Regions from separate parts of the Mus musculus genome. Here region 2 is linked to region 1. Evidence: chromatin contacts called from public HiChIP or PLAC-seq data. All regions are on one chromosome and are shown on one strand. The core of a region is the stretch at or near the end of the contact, and the rest is flanking DNA. Distances in the headings are between cores, read along the strand shown.

What was found. HiChIP or PLAC-seq counts read pairs in DNA pulled down with a chosen protein or histone mark.
Region 2: a contact with region 1 is called in a CTCF HiChIP or PLAC-seq map of the NIH/3T3 cell line, with 16 read pairs. The contact joins the enhancer-like site here to the promoter of Rps19bp1 in region 1. A contact is called at or near these places in 1 of 39 promoter capture datasets (stem cell-derived epiblast-like cells), 1 of 15 datasets of contacts at CTCF or cohesin (the NIH/3T3 cell line), 5 of 484 Hi-C or Micro-C datasets (B cells, cerebellum, embryonic stem cells and 2 more), 1 of 115 datasets of contacts at active chromatin or transcription factors (embryonic stem cells) and 2 of 9 other capture datasets (adipose tissue and liver).

What each region holds. Positions count from the first base shown.
Region 1 is chr15:80,262,462-80,266,295 of GRCm38.p6, reverse strand. Rps19bp1 (ribosomal protein S19 binding protein 1) reads left to right here and starts at 1,990. Exons shown (of 4, transcript NM_175109.3): 1 at 1,990-2,069; 2 at 2,179-2,313. The coding sequence starts at 2,018.
Region 2 is chr15:80,348,420-80,352,253 of GRCm38.p6, reverse strand. It overlaps Cacna1i (calcium channel, voltage-dependent, alpha 1I subunit), which reads right to left. Exons shown (of 37, transcript NM_001044308.2): 6 at 3,723-3,834. Among named protein-coding and RNA genes, the nearest start is that of Gm41363, 50 kb to the left of the region's middle. Within about 2 kb of position 1,678, at least 24 of the 459 cell types and tissues checked have an H3K27ac peak or open chromatin away from gene starts, as enhancers often do. A contact at or near this core is called in the NIH/3T3 cell line, where this site is marked.

The DNA of each region.
Region 1 (3,834 bases), core at 741-3,240:
GCATTTGTTATTAAAAGTGTCTCCCTTCTGGACTAGTTTAGTAGAGATTTGACAATGAGAGTTGTCCAGGGAGAATCACTGTTTCTTTGTGTCCACATTCTACAGTATCAGGTACGCAAACCCCTCAGTATCTGTTGGCCCAGTGAGTCCAGATGTCCATTTTCACTCCCCATTCACAGACCGGCTAGCGCTTCATGGCTCCCACATACCAGGTGCTGGTTACGAGTCTCCACAAGTGAAATAAACCAGGCAGGGTTTCTCCTCATTGCCAAAAAATAATAATTTCTTCTGGGTTAGGAGGTTAGAAAGCTTGTTTGGCACTCAAGAGTCTGCATTTGATCATCAGCACTGCAAAAACACACGAAAGTGACGAAAAAGAAACCTCTAGACTAGAGGTTCTCAACCTTTTTGGTGTCATACGCTCTTTTCACTCTTAAAAACTCAGGGCTGAAGAGAAGGCTCAAAATAACCAAGAGCACTAGATGCTCTTCCAGCAGACTTGGGGTCGTCTCACATCAGCCTGTAATTATGCTTACTTCTGGCCTCCACAGGCATGGGGTATACCTATGGTGCACAGACATACATGCAGGCAAAAATCCATATGTGTGTGTGTGTGTGTGTGTGTGTAATATATATAAATATATGTATACTTAAATTAAAAACAAAAACGAAGCCAGGTGGTGGTGGCACACGCTTTTAATCCCAGCACTTGGGAGGCAGAGGCAGGCTGATTTCTGAGTTCAAAGCCAGCCTGGTCTACAGAGTGAGTTCCAGGACAGTCAGGGCTGCACAGAGAAACCCTGTCTTGAGAGGGGGGGGGGGGAACTCATGTAACCAGAGAACATTTATGTGTAATATTTATCGATAGAATATTTACATCTATGTGTAATATTGATTGTAATATTTATTGATCTATCAGACTAAAAACTGACCTTTTTTTTTTCAATACTAGGGATTAAATCCAAGCATTCTACCGCCAAGCTATTAATACATCCTAGCTCTTCTTATTAATCTGTAACCCAGACTGGTCTAGAATTTGGAGTGTAGCTATGTGATATAAACTGACCTGAAACTTGCCACTCTCCTGCCTCGGCTTCCCAGGTGCTGGTATTCTAAGTGTTCTGGTATCACTGTGCCCAGCAGTATTTACTGTTTCGCCTGACAACCAACTCATTGCTTAATAACATAAACAGTATTTTGCAGCAAATAGCTGTATTTTTCAAAACAAAGCACTTTATTTTGCATGTTTGCAAATCTATTTCTTTGTTGGGGTTTTTTTTTTTTTTTGGTCTTTTGTTTGGTTTTTTCCTTTTGTTAGTTTTGGTTTGGTTTGTTTGTTTGTTTGTTTGTTTGTTTGTTTGAGACAGAGTCTTGCTATGTAGCCCAAGTTAGCCTGGAACTCAGAGCAACAATCTCTGTTCAATCTCCCAAGTATTGGGACTACAAAGTACGACACCTAACCTCCTTGGCTTTACTGATTCTCACACAGATTCTCACAGTGCACGGGACCGGTGTAATGCTTTGAAGGTCATGAAAACTGTCTAAGCCCGGCAAAGTGGCTTAGGTCTGTAAATCCGGCCCTTGGGCGGCAGAGAGAGAAGGATCAGGAGTTCAAAGTCATCCTCAGCTACAATCGAGTTCAAGGACAGCCTAGGCTAGATGTATCCTTGTCTAAAAAGAAAGTAGAAAGAATCACTTCTTTTGCAGGAACTCAGTCTATTCCACACTTGGCCCCTGGACAGAATTGACCAGTAAGGCTAGAAGTCGAGTCTGCCCGCCCACACAGCCTGGATCACCAGAGACCTGTTGCTTAGAAATTGAACAACTGTGGCTTCTGCGCTTTGGACACGCCCCTAGCTCCCCGCTCCTCCGGGGCTATAGGAAAGCCATTGAGCCTGCGTTCTAAGGCAGCACTTCCGCTCGCTGCGGAACCCTGAGCTCCTGCTCCAGTTTCTGCCGAGGAGCGAACACCGCCAGGGCGGAAGTAGCTCGCCGCGTGTGGGCGGGGCTCGGAAACATGTCGGCGGCGTTAGTGCGGCGCGGTTTGGAGCTTCTGGCGGCGTCCGAGGGTGAGGAGAGCAGGTCCTGCGACAGTCGCGCTGTGTAGGAGAGCCAGCCGGGCGGGTGGGGAGGGAGAGCGCGCCCTTCAACTCGGTCCTTCGCTGCCTTTCCCCGTAGCTCCCCGTGCGGTCCCGGGCCAGGTCCAGGCTAGCGGGACTCCGGCGAAGCGGACCCGGAGGGCGCGGGCCAAGGCCTCCCAGGCTCTGAAACTGCGGAACTCAGCGAAGGGAAAGGCGCCTAAGTCCGCTCTAGGTGAGTTGAGAAAGACTGTGAGCGCTTCTTAGAATTGGGGGCAGCGCCTTCGAGTCGGGAGTTCCAAACGTTCCCCGAGACTCCACAAGGAAAAGGCAAAATGAATGTTCAAATCGTGGGGGACAGGTTTCGAACCCAAGCAATCTAATTCCCAGGTCTGCCGCTGTCTGCTATGTGGCAGTTAACAGGATGAGAGAAAGAGGGAAAAGCCTGGGAGTGGTGACACACATCTGTCATCCCTGCACTTGAGAGGTGGAGGCAGGAGAATCAGAAGTTCTGTGTCTTTCCGTGGTGAGTTCAGGGCAAGACCTAATCGTGAAGGCAGATGAAACGCAAGACCCAGGCGCTTGTGAGCTCTAGCCGTGGTGGGGAGAGAAACATCAGAGAGTCTCTCTTAATTATTTATTTATTTATTTATTTGGCTTTTTGATACAGAGTTTCTCAGTATAGCCCTGGCTGTCCTGGAACTTACTCTGTAGACCAGGCTGGCCTCGAACTCAGAAATCTACCTGCCTCTGCCTCCCAAGTGCTAGGATTAAAGGCGTGCGCCACACGCTTACTCTGTAGACCAGCCATCAGAGAGTCTCAAAACTAACAAGCAGGGTTTTGCCAAGTGAGTGAGGCTTGTGAGGTGAAAGGCTCTGCAGTGCTCCGAGGAAGAATCAAACTAACAAGCCAAGGTGGAAGCAACGTTAAGGCATCTGAGAAGGTTTTAGCCAGAAAGGCTTGAGAATTTGGAAGAAGGCTAACGGGTAAGATGAGCAAGAGGCAAGATGGAGGACCCATCAGGGATAGAGGGCTGGCTCACTGGTTAAGAGCACTTGCTGCTTGCTCTTCCAGAGGACCTGGAGCCCCCCAGAAGCCCACAAAGCTGCTCACAGCCCACTGTAACTCCAGGTCTGGGGATTAGATACCCTCTTCTGATTCCACAGACGCTCACTTGGGGTGCACATACATACACTAAGGCACGCAACACACACACATTTATGAAATGAAGCACTCAGTCAACAGTTTACCCTTCTAAACTAACTAACTCGTTTGACCCTCACGGCAGCCCTGTGAGATGAGCAGATCTCTCCCCCACTTTACAGTTACAGAAACAGGCACCTGCCCAGGTGATAGAGGTGGAAGCCGGGCAAATTGTCCCCGTGCTGTTGCTCTTAATGTGCTCTGCTCAGGTGACAGTGCCTCCTTCCATCCCAGTAGGGACAGCAGAAGTGAGTTGATATCATTTACCAGTGAAGTGTCTGCAAAGCAGAAACCTTGTTTCCAGTAGAGCAGCTTAGGGGGTGTGGCACAGGTAGTAAGGCCTCCTTGAGAAGGGGCACAGGATGGTACGCATGTTGCTTTCTTCTTTGACTCCATGCCTCTGCTCTATAAAGGGAGTTGAGGTACTCGGGTTTCATTGTGTGTTTGTTTCTCCCAGTTTTGGAGGCGGGGGGGGGGGGGGGGAGTTATTTTGGCTCGGGCAGGCCTGGACCTCACTGTATAGCACAGGCTAGCCATGATATAGCACAGGCT
Region 2 (3,834 bases), core at 429-2,928, 86 kb before region 1:
ACCAGAGGCCAGCCTGCACCCAGGCACCAGTTCAGATGACCGGCCAATAACACGGACAGCCCAGCTCAGTTCCCACACTCACGCACCCCCAACCCTTCCTCCACTGTAGTGGGGTGTGGCTGAACCCCTGCTGGGATTCCCCATGGCTCTGCTGTTGCCAGCCTTAATTGGTCAAGTGCTTGCCTTGCATCAGGGCCTGAGTTCGGATCCCTAGCACCCACATAAAAAATAGTCATGATAATACATGCCTATAACTCCAGCACCAGGAAGCCAAAGACATGAGGGCTCCTAGAGCCTGCTAGCCAGCCAGTCTAGCCAAATTGGGTAGTTCTGGTCTCAGTGATAGACCCCTATCTCAAAAATTAATTAATTAAATGGGGATCAATTGAGGCAGATCCCCCAAACATTGGCCTCTGGCCTGCACACACATGCACATATGAACACACGAGCACGCATACACATTTCCCGCAAACCAACAAGTGAGAACAACATGCTTCTCCTACGGGATGCTGGGAAGGTAACGGAATTAGTCCGGCAGAGAACAAGGCCCCGCATGGACAAGCCACCCTGTGAATACCAGCTGTCTTTCTCTCAGGGCCAGTTTCAGGCCCACCGTGCCCTTTGGGGTGCATTTATCAAGGGCGCCATCTCAATAAATGAACAGGGGCACTCCCTCCCACCAGGAGCATCCCAGTCTGGGGGAACACACATGGTGCCACATAATGGCACTGGCTTAAGGTTCTGCATGTTCTAATTTGAGTCATTCTCAAACCACCTCTGCAGTAGGGAAACTGAGGCACAAAGTTGCTGAAGTCATGAGGCTAGCAAGTGACAGAAGCAGAATTTGACCCTGAAGTCCATTGCCCCAGCCCCTGCCTGCATGGCAGCATTGGGAACCTCTGTCGAAAATTAACTCCCACCTCAGCCCCCACCCATTATCCAGCAAACACCATTCTTGACCTTTCAGGTTCAGGTCAAAGTTGCATTCGGATCGCAGAAGTCCTTTCTTCTCAGCCCAGCACCCTAAATCCAAATTAACATTTAGCTCCTTTATCCTCCTAGGGTCAAGACAAAGAGACAGTGCAGAGCCTGCCCTTAGAAGTGGCAGGCAAATGTCTGTTATGATATCCATGCTCTGAGACTCCTACCGGCAGAAAGAGAACATTGCTGTGTTCCCTGTCTGTAGAGTCATAGCTTGGACTGAGGTCCCTGGAGGGCCCAGCACGCACCCCATGTTCCCTGGTCTTGTTCTGCCCAGCCTGCATGGCTCAGGAGTTTGCTCACAGAGTGTCTGGCCAGGGGCTGGGGGTGTGATCTGAAGCCTCCAGACAACAAGCTCGTGGGTAAAGAAGCCAAGAGGATGAGGGGAATCCCCCCTGCCCCCCAATGAGCGCCTGTTGCTCCTGCCTAAGGCCAGGCCTGGCTCACCAGATCCTGAACTGAGGTCTGGTCAGAGCACATCTGTCTGAGCCCCAGGAAAGACCGACTTCTTTGCTGGCCTTCCTTACCAGCTGTTCTGCGGCCTGCTCTGAGCTAGGTCTGTTGAGTTGAGGTCTGACCCTGCCTCCCTCTATGGGGGGTTGCAGGCCTGGGATAACCTTGGCCTTGCTCCCTGCCGGAGCCTGGAATTTAGCAACCTCTTTCTCCCTGAAGTACAGTCATCCTCTGACTAAGTGGGGCCTAGCCCTGACAGCGTGAGACTCAGAGCTCTGGAGAGAGTCATCCAACCTTGCCAGCTATGTCTTGCCCCTAAAGCTGTCTGGCTCTTCTCACATTTGGAACTCCCCTTCCGGGTGGGTCAGGTACACACTGGCCCAAAGTGGGGCCCAGGCATGTCCAGAGCACTGTGCACCCACCTGCCCTCACCACACCCAAGGAAAGGCTGGAGCCACCTCTCAGAGTCCAGATAGGACAATGGAGCAGCCAATCAGGAAACAGCACATAAATTCTCATGCTGCAGAGCTGAGAAGAACCAGCCTTCTTCCCTACGTGCCTCGGTGCAGGATTACGGCTCACCCATTCATACCCTCATTCATTCATTCATTCATTCATTCATTCATAGTGAAAAGGCACTGTTGTAGGTCTTGAGAGAAGAGTGAGGACCAATCTTTCCTAGTCTAGGAGAGAGCTCACATCCTAGGGTCCCTGAAGGCCAAATGTATAATTTCTCCAGTGTCCCCAAATACTCAAGCTGATAAATGGGACCACTGCAGGAAAAGGTCGGCCGACGAGGAAGCTTGGCAGATAGTGTGGTTGCTGCTTGGGGAAGAGGCAGCAATCCTCCAGCAGAAGGTGACATGAGGGCTGAGCCTAGATAGTGAGACAGGGCCAGCCACAGAAATACACATGACAGAGGGGACACGGACAGATGGTGAGCCCCCAAAGCCAAGAGCTCACACACATGCTGCTCTCTGAAGGGCTTCCCCTCTTTCTACCCCTGACAGCTCAGGACTGCTCTCTACTGAGCACTCACACAGTGTAAAGGTTCCGTGCTCCCTATCCACGGGGCCTTCACTCAACAAAGTGCCCCCTCTCTGACCTACTCAGGTGCCCAGTGCTCCCCACAGCACAGCAATGGGTAGGCAGGCCAGTCCCTACCCAACCTTGACCTCCTGTTAAGGAGGTCCTCCTCCCTAATGTTCCAAACCCTGAAAAGGGAGACTCATCCCAGCTCATGCAGTATCCCTACACCATCGCATTCAGAAGAGACACTCAGCCTTGACAACCAACCAACCCTAGCTGTATGTGTCCTCGCTCAACGAAGGGCAGGCCCTGGATACATCAGCCAGGTTAAAACAGGTTAAATGGCTCTTCCCTTTCAGCCTCTGTGGGTCCTGGTACACAGTAGCAGCCAAGTGGCTCGTGGAGACTAGAAGCTGATGCACCCTTACCTCCAAACACATAGTGTGTGCGTATGCCCTGGGTTGCCGTCACCACCCGGGAAGAGGGGATGCTAAAGGCATCATTTTGAGAAACTAAGCCCATCTTTTAAGCAGCTCTTGACATTCTGCCTGGAGGGGCGCCTGGCTCCCACTCTAGACCCAACAGCAGGATGTGAGCTGATCCCATTATGGCACTCCCACACATCCCTCCTTGGGTTCTAGAACTTTCTCTCCTTCCAGTGTCCAAACCTCCCTCTCTCCTCATATCCAGCCTTCCCGAATTGGCTGTTCCTGCTTTGTTGGCCCAGTTCTCAGTTAGCAAATGAGTTAGCAAGAGGCAGGTCAGAGTCAGCAGGAACAGAGTGGGCTGGGGGTGGGGTAGAAATGGGGAGTGCTGGCCAGGTTTTTATGTTGACAGAAGCTAGGGTCTTCTGAGATGAGGGAATCTTAATTGAGAAAATGTTTCCCTTGGGTTGGCAAATCTGCAAGGCCATTTTCTATTGATGACTGATGTTGGAGAACCCAGCTCAATGTGGGTGGTGCCACCCGTGGGCTGGTGGTCCTGGATTCTATTAAGAAAAGCAGGCTAAGCAAGCCATGAGGAGCAAGCAGTGAGGAGCAAGCCAGTAAGTAGCACCCTCCCTGGCCTCTGCTTCCGCTCCTGCCGCCGGGTTCCTGCCCTGCTTGAGTTCCAGTCCTACTTTCCCTAGATGATGAACTGCAAGCTGTAAGATGAGATAAACCCTTTCCTCCCACAAGGTGCTTCTGGTCCCGGTGTTTTATCAAAGCGATAACAAGCCTTAATTAAGATGGGGTTGGGGGGTGGGGGAGGGGACTCACATGGTGAAGTTCTCCTCCAGGAAGCAGCGGTTCCGCAGCAGGCCTGCCCAGAGCTGCACGCCGATGATGCCAAAGATGAAGAAGACGAAGAAACAGAGCAGGAGCACGTTTC